3 separate regions of the Zea mays genome follow, and regions 1 and 2 are each linked to region 3. A link is a contact called in public Hi-C data. All regions are on one chromosome and are shown on one strand. Each heading gives the region's core, a stretch centred on a gene start, on an enhancer-like site or on the middle of the called end of the contact. The rest is flanking DNA. Distances are from core to core; before and after follow the strand shown. Region 1 holds the start of LOC100278989 (nuclear poly(A) polymerase 4). Region 2 holds the start of LOC100279299. Region 3 holds the start of LOC100285913 (EREBP-4 like protein).

Region 1 (4,661 bases), core at 1,330-3,829, 770 kb before region 3:
GCAGTGTTATACAAAGTGATATGACATGTGGTCATCAAGGTATCTACACAAACCAGCCTAGCAGCCAGCCAGCCACTAAGTGTGAGCATGACCATTAAACTCGAGCTATGGCCAATGCCGTGCGAGGAACATTGGTGTGCAAGAAGCAAAAATGCCTCCTCTCACTCACATTTCCCTATGGAATGCATATTCCAAAGTCATTGCTGTTGCTACTTATATTCCAGTAATCCAGTAATGTTCCAAGTTTCACTAGAATAAAGTGCATCTTGTATGATGCTGTTGATCATCAATTCACAGATTGAAAATGTTGTATGTACAACTAAATTAAATATTCATTTATTTCTACACTCAATTCATTCCTTGCTTCAATCCTTGTTAAGTGGGTCCCTAGAGTAATAGAACAGGTCAAAAAGGCAAGGCAGGTATTTGGGAAAGACGGGAAAGACGATACAAGGGCAATAAAATAAAGCAGCCAAATAAGATATATAGCCAGATGTCCGTGCTTTGATACGGTTGTTATATATCATATAAATAGGTATTGAGATATTTATTCAAATATAATTATTGTTTATTTCTAAATACTAGGGTACGTGTGGTATGGTTTTTAGCCCCAAATTTCTGGAGCAGGGCGGCGTGGGTTCGAGTGCTCGCTCTGCACTATTTTTTGTGTGGTGTGGTAGCTGCGCGGACAGGGTCGGGTGCGGAGCAGGCGTAGTAGCTGGCTGCGCGGGCGTTGGGGTTCCACAGGGCAGTAGCTGAGCGCGGGCGTTGGGCATGGTGCCCACAGGGCACGGCGCCGAGGCAGGGCGCGTGGGGCGGGAGAACCAATCGAGGCACATGGGGTGGGCCCAGATTGTCAGCGCGGAAGGAGAAGCCGTGGTAGCAACCAGGCGCTCACATTAGGTTCTTAATATAGTATATATATAGATTTGAATGAGACTGCAAATGCATAGTAGCCATTCACTATGGCTTATTTAAAATTTATATAACGGCTTGACAAGGGCAGTGTGAAGGTCTTCAGAAACTCAAAATTGTTCGCAAACAGCACATGCCTTCATATCACAGCAACATGGCATGTTGCACAATTTCATGCTAAATTGGATACTGGTCAGCAAATTTACTTTAAAAAAACTGTGACACTTATCTCGTTAAATTGTGTTCTCAAAAAAGCAGGTTTGGATAATTGCAAGTTGCAACCACTCGTACACCACTTAGATCCCACTTCTGAATATTTAGACTGTTTCTATATCAGTTGTAACTTGCAACTAGTCCTCAAGCACAAGAAATTTGAATGTAGTATTTTAATAGGACACGAACACCCTTAAAGGAGCATCAACACTAAGTACTGTCACAAGTACAAAGACTATCTAAACTGTACAATTTCACTAATGAATAAATAAAAGATGGGTGGCAGAGCAAAACAGGCGATACTAGTAAAAGGAAGTGGTGGAAATTACCCCAAGTCGGTATGAGCCAAAGGTGAAGAGTACAGCATTTGCCTCTTCAACCATTTGATCAGTATATCCTCTCTGACTAGTCAATTGCTTCACCCAGTCTTTTACAATCTGCAAATGCCGAAAGAACATGCTTAGGGAAGAAATAATGCTGGAACCATGGACACGGATACATAGTGCAGCATTAAGCACACGTGTGGCAACAAGAGTAGCTACCTGGCCAAGCTTCCCCAGCACCTCCTCCCGCCTAGCAGATTCGTCAGGGCTCTCATACAGACCCGCCTCGACCAAAAACTGCAAATCAACAACAGCTGTAATTGAATAGTACAATATCAATCTGAGACGGGAATGTGAAATCGTCGGGCGAAGAGTTGAGACAATACTGATAACATGAAACTGAATTAATCACAAACCTTCTCTAGTTCCGCCGTCCTCTGCAGGTCGGCCTCCACAGGCCCGAGCAACGACAACGGCTTAGTTATTCCGTACTGCTTTGGGGGATCAGAGCCGCTGGCCATGGAACCAACGGCAAGAGAACACAAAATCCTCTCCCAACACGAGGACGCCCTGAAGGAACAGATAGCGTAATTAGCACGGATCGGCCGCCGGAAACCCCGAAAATCCCGGTAACTCAAGGCCACGCCGCCACAAAAACAGCAACTTTTACACGGAGATAGAACGCGACACGACCTCTCCCAGGGCTCAATCTGGAGCGCCCGATCCCTTATAACTGCTGAGCACGGCGACTCCTACTAGATTACGCAAAGGTAACCGCCTGGCACAAGAACCCAGAGCTCCACCACCCGAGTCGAAATCCCCCGCACGGAACCTCCCCGAACTGCGCCGCTGGGACGGGTCGGGTCAAGATCAGACGGGTCTAGATCTCCCTTTCCCGCGCGGATCCGGCAATCCGCCGGCCACGTCGGCGGGGAACAGAGAGAAGGAGGTGGCGCGTCGGCCGCGTGGGCCGTGGGGTGGCGGCGGCCGGGGACAGGCAGGAGAGAGGGACGGCGAATAGGCAGGGGATGGAGATTGGAGGGAGTAGAGAGAGAAAGGGATTTCTCTGGGCGATCCGTCCGTCTATTTCCTTGCGGAGACGGTGCAGTTGGTAACCACGTTCGTTGCTTAGGGGGTGTTGGGTCAGCTAAAATTTAGCCCTATCACATCGAATGTTTGAACCTCCGTTCGGGGTATTAAATGTAGTCGGATTATAAAACTAATTTCTCAGCCGAAGATTAAAAAGTGAGACGAATCTAGTACAGTTGATTGGGTCTATATTTCATACTCCTACTTGAAAGTCAAACGCTTGATGTGACTCGGGCTAACATTTAGTCCACAGAACCAAACACCCCTTAGTATAGCTGTGACTGTGTTCTCTACAATATTTTATTTATACGGTCGCTAGATCGAACAGCTGCAGTAGCTGTAGAACAGCCAAATAGGCTATTTGTCGCGTTGAACGGGTTGTTGTATATGATCATTTTTATTTAATCGAGATAATAGTTGTCTTCGGACTAATGCCTTTCCCCTACGACAGTTCTAGTGGCTCACTGCTCACACAATGCGTTCATCGCTTTTCACTCTATATCCCACAGTCCAAGCGCGCTACAGTAACACGTGACATTTGAGGCCATACGCAGTCGGCACTCTCTCCTCGTGTTCCGTGTATAGCAATGTTTTTATTGGAAAAAAGATAATAGATGATGAATAGGTATGGAAAATGTTATTTTATGTTTGGAGTAGTATATAGAGGGTTAGGGGGTGTTTGGTTGCTCCTGCTAAAGTTTAGCCCGGGTCACATCAAGTGTTTGACTTTTAAATAGGAGTATGAAATATAGACCTAACCAACTGGACTAGATTCGTCTCGTCTTTTAATCTTCGGCTGACAAATTAGTTTTATAATCCGACTACATTTAATACCCGGAACGGAGGTTCAAACATTCGATGGGACATGGGCTAAATTTTAGCGGGTGTAACCAAACACCCCCTTAATGTAGAGTGAATTGGTGTGGAGAGTAGAGATATAGGGAGAGAGATTGCTGACGTGACCCATGAGTGAGATATAGAGTGAGACTAGTCGGTTGCATGTGCGTTGCGATGGCTCACAACAATACCCACGTAAAAATATCCACAAAAAAAATCTTAAGATTTTTTTATTGATTTTCTCCGCTCTCCACATAATAGTTTTTTTATTTAACTAACTGATGTTGTTGTTTACTCCATCCAATATGTCTTGGTACAACACGGCCAATGAAGGTAGTGATTGAAAGAGAGTTCACAATGACTGACTGAACAAACAGATATTACATAATGACATAATTCCATCATACACAGACCAAATAAGAGAAAGTTTGTGAGCTCAAGTTTCTAAAATAAGTCACATGAACTCAAACTTATAAAAAAATAGATTAAAATATGGAGTGGTTGCTAAAGTCAGGCATCAATAAAAACTCGATGTGCTTCATACAAATTATGGTACTTTGTAGCAATTACTAACGTTTAAAACCAACAAATAACATTTCCTTTTACTGTTAGCGTGAAAAATCATTGCTGCTCCATCCAATTCAACAACCTCAAACACCATGGAGTCCATTGTGCCAATGTGGTCTCAAAAACGACCTAACACATGCAAGAGCCAAGAACATAAGGGACGAGCACCCGGTGGTAGTGCCTGCATGGATCTCCAAATCCTAACACATATTTTGCAGGATCCATGAGCCATCATCAGAAGAACACAAACCATGTGCAGACAATAAATAAAGTATTAACACACCCAAATTATGTTTAGTCATTAGCACAACAAAAAACTAACACCCAAAACAACAGAGGAACAACACAAATTTTTTTGCAATGACAGAAAGATGAGTGACAGGTACAAAGAAGTTGTAGAAGCATATGAAGTCGACACCGTGGTAAGGGAAAGGCCATGTAGACAGGCGATACCGAGCCATCGAACGGGTACCATAGGCAGCAAATCAGGAACCCCCATCTCTCGCCTCCCCCACTTCCAAGGTTTCATAGAGCATGAAGGGAAGGGAAGAGAAGGGAAGGGAAGAGGCAGGCATACATGTTCGTTGCCGGAGAAGGACACGACGAAGACCTGGGCATCTGGAGGCGACATAGGTAGTATACCGCTAGATACATATAGGGAGAGAGCACGCAAGCGAAGAAAGAAGCTCAGCCGGAGCAGCTTCAAACCGAGAGGCA
Region 2 (4,328 bases), core at 1,141-3,640, 730 kb after region 3:
AGTCATAGAAACTCACATTTATTCTCCACAACTTTTCCGTTTCATCTCAAACAAGGACCAAAATGGCACTTGCACTAGAAACCAAGTTAGACTACAAACAAAAGTGCCAATAACATTGTAAAAGGTGCATGAAACATATTCAAAAGCTTTCATACTTATCCTTTTTCATCATCTTGCTCTTTTGGCCTTGCTTGAGCTCAATATTGGACTCCAAAACTCTAAGTCACATAACTTGATCCCTCTAGCCTTATCTTGAGTTACAACACTTCCAATGGTCATTAAGAACCTTTTCAAACACATGAGTGACCCAAACTCCTAATTAAAGATGCACAACTCTTTGGGCCCTTTTAGGTTCTGACTTTGATACTTCTACTCGATCTTGTGACCATGACTCCATTGAAGTTAGGATGCTGAGCCTTATGACTTAAAACTATAAACCATATGAATTACCTTAATGCACCATAACCCTTCTCGATTTGATCAACCTTGACTTCGTGCAAGAACATCTTCTTCTCCTTAGCTTCGGGTATCTCAGTCCTATTGACCTTCTCCCTTGCTCTAGTCCCTGGAAGTCCTTCTTGCCTTTGTCCTTGGTTCAATTAGCTGTCTTCAGGTGATGTACATCGATTTTCACTTAGTAATGTCCATCCTTTAACTTTCTTTACTTGTGATATCCACAATCCATATTCATCAGTGGCGGAGCTAGAATTTATTGGAAGCCTGGGCAACTTAAAAAGATTACATAATGTAAAAAAATCATAAATATTCTGCATGTATATTGCAAAGTACTTAAAAATTTGCTTGCATGTATATAATATGCTAATCTCATATAACACGAGGTAGTCTCATTTTCAGTCTTTATGCTATGACGTTGTGTTATTGTATAATTATCAAATGCTTTAAATAATTTCCACTTAATGTAACACTAACACAGCACCAAGTGATCGAACCATTTATCTGTATGACTCGAAATACCTCTGAGCACCGTGATCTTGGATATGAAGCAGAAAAAAATTAATGATTCAAGCTAATTATCGCTTGGGTCGGCATTGACAACATTGCTATTATCGTGGAGATGAGCTAAATGAGATGACTGTTGACATTATCGTTGTTGTTTTCTGGCGCAAACAAAAAATGTGCATGAGTGTGGGCGGAGTCTGCTCTCGTACAACCCATATGAAAAGAAAATTAAGTTAGGCCATACAACCTTTGGCGGTGTAGAATCTGTTTGTAAGCATGGCATCCAGCAAGCAGCGGCAGCGGATACACATGACCATGCCATCAGATGAGAAATTATGGACGGCTGCCAAGAAAAAAAAGAAAAACATTACCTAGATATAATAGGTTTTTGCAAGAGATAAAGCCCGGGCAACAGCCCATCCTGTCCGGGCCTTAGCTCCGCCCATGATATTCATCTCAGCATATATAGAATATCTCAATATGACGCAAGACTTCTTGTGTTGAACTTTATAAGCTCTACACTAAGTACCTACTCAACACTTAACACCTTGGTCAGTCCTTTAATTGTGTTATCATCCAAACACCAAAAACCACAAGAGACCTTTCACCTCGACATCTACTCTCGACCCCATCACTAGCTAGGTTCGACAGGAGCAGCCATGTCAAAACTAGATTCAAAATTGAATTACTCCCTAAATATTAGGAATTATTGAATATCAAGCTATTTTTTACTTTTAATAGCTATTTAGTAACTTACTAAACACGAGTTTAGAGCAACTCTAAAAGGCTCTCTATATTCTTTCTAATCTATATAAATATATATATTTTTAAAAAAAGTATCCTACAACAACTCATCTAAATGAATATCCAAATATAGAAATCTTCCATTATAGGTTTCTCGCTAGTAAAATATAGAAAACGTGAATAGCTGTCTAGAGTGTAAACAAAATATAGAAAGACTATTAGAAATTGAAAAGATATAAAAACTGTTTTTATGTCTGTAAATAATAATTTAGAGAGTGGAATTTAGAAAGACTTTTGAAAATGCTCTTAGGAAACATTTTTATAAGAATTATTGGAAACTTTCTTATAAGAATTACTGGAGTTGCTTTAACTCCATACAACAAAACAAACCCCCTACAAATTGGGGGGAAATATCCTATGCAATCACTTATCCTGGTGCAAGCATGCAATCAAGCGATCTGGTGTATCCGATCTAGATCTAATGATGATTGTTATTTTATATTTAACCCCTTCCACCTAAAACATAGTACCTATTTTACTTTTAACCCCTTCCATATAAAATCGTTGGATCTGAATTGGATGCTCTGGATAGTTTGATTGCACGCTTGCACCAAAATGAGTGATTGCACAGGATATGTCCTCTACAAATTGCCACAGCGTCACAAACTCACAACGCTACACAATACGCACACTTCGCAAAGCGTCTTCCTCCGACCCCATCGCCTCTGTGGCTTCCTGGCTGTCTGACTGCGTCTGCCTGGTCGTACGCGAGCGCGTGCGTCCCTTCACCGTCACGAGCGGCGCACACCGTCACCGCCACGCTCCGTCGCCTTCCAGAAAATCTAAACCCCAGCGGAGCCGGCCACGGCCAGTCAGCCCTCACACGGACTCCGACGCGCTGCCCGCTCGCCTGCCAAACCCCCACCCCCTCGCCGGCGATGCTGCCGCGTCGGTTTAGCAACCACCCGGGCTCCTCCTCACCCCTCCCGTTCCTCGTCGTCTGCGGCCTGCTCCTCGCTGCGGCCGTAGCATTTTCCCCGGTCGCTGCCGCCGAGGCCGCTGGCCGCGGCGGCGGCGGCGGCGGCGGCGGCGGCGCTGGGCACGAGGGCCGCGCGGGGAAGCCGGAGGTCGAGGCGGAGGCGGAGGCGCGCGGGGATGGGGTGGCCGTGGCGGAGGCCGGCGGCGAGGTGGTGGCTCAGGGCAATGCCACGGAGGCCAAGGAGGGCAGCCTCGCCGACATGATCGACCGCGCGCTGGAGAAGGAGTTCCCGGAGTCCGAGAGCGAGCAGGGCGGCGGAGGTGCGTGGATCTGGCCAACTCCCGGTGTTCATCGATCCGTTCGGGCGGGATCTGGTTCTACGGGCGGGTGTGTGGGTGAGGGCGGGTGCGAGTGTCGGTGGCCGTGCTGTTTAGATCTCGGCCTTGGTGGGTTGCAGCGTGTGGGGACGTTGAGAATGGAGGTCCCGGTTTGGGCTTGGAGTTGCTTGTGCTAATCTGTGCTCTGGTCTTGCAGAGACCGATCCTGGTAGCTTCAACAACACGGTAGCTGAGAAGCAGGTGAGTTCGTTGCGCCATTTTGTTTGTGTGGCGCCCCTTTGCTGGTAGGAATCTTGATTCTGTGATTCAACATTGGGTCTGCCACAACTAGTTTTTTTTGGGTGTTTTTCTCACCACTTGCATGTTGGGATTTGTGAAGGAAAGGAAATTCGCTTTTGGACTGGACTGTGCCTGATTCCTACACTTGTGAATCTACTAGTATATAGTTATGGAGCCTTGACCCTGTCGTTAGTATATCTATGTTGCAACCTTCTAGCATTCAATGACCCATCCATATGTCATCATTGTATAGCTTTTGGGCACTTTGACTTTATATGATCATTTTGCTTTATGTTGTTTGATCGGCATTTTCCTAGTGCTGATGAGGGACATCAATATCTTGGATGTTGTTTATTTCGTGCTATGCTTGGCAATGTTAAGGGCTTATTTGTTTCGGCTTTTTTTATGAGCTTTTCTGAGAATCTGGTTGTGGGGAGAATTTGGTTGTGAGGGAGAATCTGAGTATCGTGGGGATTACGTGCGGAGGAATATGAAGGGGTACATAGTGTTTAGGATCTAGGAAGTGACGGATTCCTTCTATCGTGATGATTCAGCCGATTGTGTATTCATGTTGATTTTGGACGGTTTTCACCAAATCAATTATCATAGAAGTGGGCTGAAAAGCTAGGCGTTTGTCAGTCCACAGCACAGTAGCTTCTGGCGACCAGAATCAACAAAAAAGCTGAAACAAACATGCCCGAAGTATGACTATATGCTTGTTGTGCACATGGGAGGTAATTAGTATGACTATGTTTACTGTGCGCATTAGCAACTGTACAAATTGTTTTTTTTTTCTGTTCCTAAGATGCTACAGAAAAAATCTAGTGTTGGACATCCTATTTCTGTTTCCCTACTGGAGCTCATGTTTGATCTCCTACATGGGTGCTACATTAGTAACCCATTTGAAAAATTCAGATCCCCATTAGCATGTTTGTTACTTCTTCATTTTTAACAATACTCCCTCTGGTTATAAAAACATATCGTCGGGGACGAGTTTTCAAACCTTTAAAACCACAAACTTCAGTAAC
Region 3 (4,158 bases), core at 1,080-3,579:
ACAAACAGATGTAGCTGTTAAATCTTAATCCAACGGTTAATATTGTTGCCTAAACAAATGTACTATTTTCAGCATCTGAAATATACCAATGCATAAATAAACTGGGCTGAAGATAGTAATACTTAGAGAGTGGTGCGTTTTCAAGAACTTGCACATTGACAAACAAATTACAATTTTAAATATTACTAATAAAGCATGTAAGTAGGTAGTTACACATCAAACAGGACTAATAAGATGAAATTGCGAGAACAAGAGACGAAAATAAAAGGAGGAAAGTTTTTTATCAAATGCCATATGAATGTCATAGTCTCATGTATCTGCAAGCTTCAACTAATACATCTAATGAAGGGCGCTTCAAGTAAGTGGACTGAATTATAACCCTATATATTGATAAACCAGTAATGGTGTTGTGTATTATAAAAAAGTTCAACTTTATAATTTACTACAGATTCATTATTGCTAAACTAGCACAAGATCACACTTCTAAACTGACTTTCTAAGAACTGCAATTCTGTATATTGCTTTAGAAACTACACTTGAGTTATCTGCAATTCTTTTTTTCTCTGCCTATTATTAAAAAGAGGCTTGTTCCGTTAGCACTCACAACCATCTGATGGATTCAATCTCTCACGTGCCTATACAAGTTAGAGTAGTGTGTCTAAGGTGGTGTTTGTTTCGGCTAATTTCCAGCTTCTGGCCGCCAGAAACTGTTGCGGACTGCCAAACGCCTAGCTTTTCATCCCGCTTTTGTGAGAATCGCTTTGATGAAATCCGTCCAAAATCAAAGTGAACACTGAATTGGCCGAGTCATCGCAATAGTAAGAATATGTCACTTTCTAGATTCTAAACCATATGACCCCCTTCATCTTTCTCTGCACGTAATCCCCACGATATTTAGATTCCCCACAACTAGATTCTCAAAAAATCTCGTCAAAAAAAAGATGAAACAAACAGACCCTAAGCACGGAGTAGAGTCCTATTCCAAAACAAATTAGAAAAATTGAGTGTTTCCATGGTTGCTACTCTCTCCTGTGCACTTGTTGAGTTAGAGCAAAGTGTACAGGCGCAGCATGGAGGCGGGTCTCAAAAAAATTAGAACACATGATGATCATTGCTAAATCTTTATACCACATGTAGACATTAGGTAAAGCATTAGGAAACAATGCACAGGACGGCGTTCAATTCCAAGATGTATTGGAAAAGTTGACATGATTGTTACACAAATCTCCAAGCCACAAGTCATCTAATTAATCATGCAACAAGTTGTGCGTTCCATTGCAACGCATAGGCATTGTTTGCTACTTTTAATAGGAAATTGTAACTGTAAAAGGATTGATCATACCATAAATTCACAAGAAATGTGATGTAATCATATAACTAAACTAGGAAAGTAACATTTGTTTCTAAAAGAGTTGTAAAGATCTATTGCGGTAGCTTTGAACATTAACTGAAAAAGGCCCCTTAAACACAAAATAAAATATCTATTGTGCTAAGCAACAATTGATATGTCCAGTCTCATCCTTATGGATAGTTGGATACTGGGAAATCATAAAATATGTATTGTGATGTTTCTAAGAAACAATTTATATGTCCAGTCGGCCAGTTATGGATACTAGAAATAATAGGATGCGTTATCAGATTTAATCTTTCCCTTCTGAATCCTCTAAATCTGTCGTCTTGCTTAGCTTATCTCAACTGGAACAAGTACCTAACAGCATCCAAGATCCTCTCATTTAGCTCATCGCACCCAACGGCATCCAAGATCCTCTCATTTAGCTCATCGCAACTAGAACAAGTACTCAACAGCATCCAAGATCCTGTTGTACCCACCATTCCTAGAAGCAACTTACCCAACAAAGGCACAGACTTCCAATAAAACTGCATCTAATTGTAAAGTTTAAAGTTCACATAACAGTACAACCTGACCCGAACAATCCCCTCCGGACAAAATTGCCATTTCGGACCCACGTTTACCTTCGACGGCAGAGTGGAAGATGCCAAGCCCGCCCCAGTGGAGGTAGTTGTTGACCGGCGTCAGGTCGTACACGTTGAGAACCACCGGGTAAGTTGCCGCCCCCGCCGCATCCCCAACCGCCGCGCCACCGGAGACCGCCCCGCCCATCAGGCCCGCCGACCCTCACCGATTTTCTCCCCTACCTCTGAGGAGATCTCGCGCGCGCCCCGCACGCCGAAGACTGACTGACCGCGCGCGCAGTCGCCCCCGGCGCGCGAGGCACTAGCTACTCGAGGCGAGATCGCGAGGGACCTTCGATGGAGCAGAAGGGGACGAGAGGCGGATGGAGACGAACCAGTCGACACGACGACCAACCGAGCGGATCGAGAGCGTGTTCCGGGAGAGGTTCACGGTACATTGACTGAACGGTGGGGTCAGGAGAATGTGGTCCGAATAGCAATAGAATATAGGTGTGTATCTGCAAAGTGAGTCCATGGACCATGTTTGACTGTTTGTATATAATGGTGATAAGGGCCTCTTTGTTTCATTTAGTCCATGACTAAAGTTTAATTAGAGAACTAAAATTTAGTTTATATCATATTTGGTTTTAAAGACTAAAAATATTTAAAATACATTAATTAAATGAATTATAAAAATACCTCTTACCATTCTCTCGTTATTAGTGTAACTAAAATAAAGAAGAGATAAAAAGTGAAATTAATATGGTTTAGTCTCTTTTAGTCTCTTTTTGATAAACTAGAGACTAAAATAGTTTAGTCTCTATTTTAGTGCCACCGTTAGGTACTAAATGAGACTAAAATAGAGGGATTAAATTTTAGTCACTCAAACCAAACGGGCTTAAAGTTAATGTCGTAGAATTTTAGTAATAGATTAAAGTTTTTATAAAGTATCTATCATATAATTAAAGTAAACTTCAGATAATAGGATCCAAACAGGCCCATTCGATTCTCAGTTATATACCTACGTTAAGGTACCTGGAAGGGGAGGGCAAGAGGAAGCGGCAAGGCCCGACGCCTGTCACAGCTTCCATGCCTCTCGCGGTGCGAGATATATATATATATATATATATATATATATATATATATATATATATATATATATATATATATATATATATATATATATATATATATATATATATATATATATATATATATATATATATATATATATATATTGTATATTAGGAGCACTGGGCTTCCTTTAGTTATTGGAAGCCCAGGCCAGACAGTGCAATCCGGTCGAGCCGGACCAGGTCCAGACGTCTATAAAAGGAAATCTGTAGTGCTAGGGATCCGTTTTTACGCCCATCTCGATTCATTAGCGACGGTTGCCAGGCCGGCGGTGGCGGCGGTTCCCAGGCCGACGGTGGCGGCCCTCGATCCAGAGGGCGAGCGGCGGCGGCAGCGCCCTTATGTGGTGGCGGCGGTTTCCAGGCCGGCGGTGGCGGCCCCCGATCCAGAGGGCGAGCGGCGGCAGCGTCCTTGTGCGGTGGCGGCGATTCCTAGGCCGGTGGCCGCAACTCCATTACCTCGACGCGCGGTGGCGGAGGTTCCTCGATCCGCAGCGAGGCCCTTGTGCAGGCAAGCGGCGGCGTCCCCGAAGCCCCGAGGAGGCGGCACTTCCAAGGCCGGCGAGCAAGCGACGCCCGTCGACATGCGAGTAGCGACGGCGACGCATGAGGCGCGATGTTCGAGCGAGCGACGTCACGGAAGGGGCGAGATGCGCGCAGCGATGATCGCGCGTGACATCCTCTGATCCGGCGCATTTTTCTTTTCGTTTATTGTGTTTTATGCCTACCACATGTATTATTTACGCTAAAAACTGTATGTTTTTATGCTTTAACACAGAGTTCGTATATCAGTTTACTGCATGCACATTTGAAAGGAAATTCCTTGATTTATGCTGTTCTTAATTTGCGCGCATGCAATGGAAACTCCCACGATTTTGCCATAATTTTTGGATCTGTATAAAAATAGAAACCGCATGCATGCGGCTGCCATGTTTTTCGGATCTGTCATAAAAATAGGATCGTAATAACAACCTACTAAAGCTATCAACCTCTAATTGACTCGGTATTTACGCTTATAATTGAGGGATTTTATGCTCAAAACTTAAGGTTTTTACGCTCCACCCGGAGATGCGTCCACCAGTGAACAACATGCCAGATTTTTTACGCAGTC

The links. Hi-C and Micro-C count contacts between places; a contact is called where the count stands out from the background.
Region 1: a Hi-C map of endosperm shows a contact between it and region 3, with 2.9 times the contacts expected there. The contact joins the promoter of LOC100278989 here to the promoter of LOC100285913 in region 3. A contact is called at or near these places in 3 of 25 Hi-C or Micro-C datasets (ear, endosperm and tassel).
Region 2: a contact with region 3 is called in a Hi-C map of endosperm, with 4 times the contacts expected there. The contact joins the promoter of LOC100279299 here to the promoter of LOC100285913 in region 3. A contact is called at or near these places in 3 of 25 Hi-C or Micro-C datasets (ear, endosperm and tassel).

Annotation. Positions count from the first base shown.
Region 1 is chr9:77,169,565-77,174,225 of Zm-B73-REFERENCE-NAM-5.0, reverse strand. LOC100278989 (nuclear poly(A) polymerase 4) reads right to left here and starts at 2,579. Exons shown (of 13, transcript XM_020543930.2): 1 at 2,145-2,579; 2 at 1,868-2,021; 3 at 1,671-1,748; 4 at 1,458-1,565. The coding sequence starts at 1,972.
Region 2 is chr9:75,675,443-75,679,770 of Zm-B73-REFERENCE-NAM-5.0, reverse strand. LOC100279299 reads left to right here and starts at 2,390. Exons shown (of 20, transcript NR_173990.1): 1 at 2,390-3,003; 2 at 3,218-3,261.
Region 3 is chr9:76,403,639-76,407,796 of Zm-B73-REFERENCE-NAM-5.0, reverse strand. LOC100285913 (EREBP-4 like protein) reads right to left here and starts at 2,329. Exons shown (of 4, transcript NM_001158802.2): 1 at 1,975-2,329. The coding sequence starts at 2,122.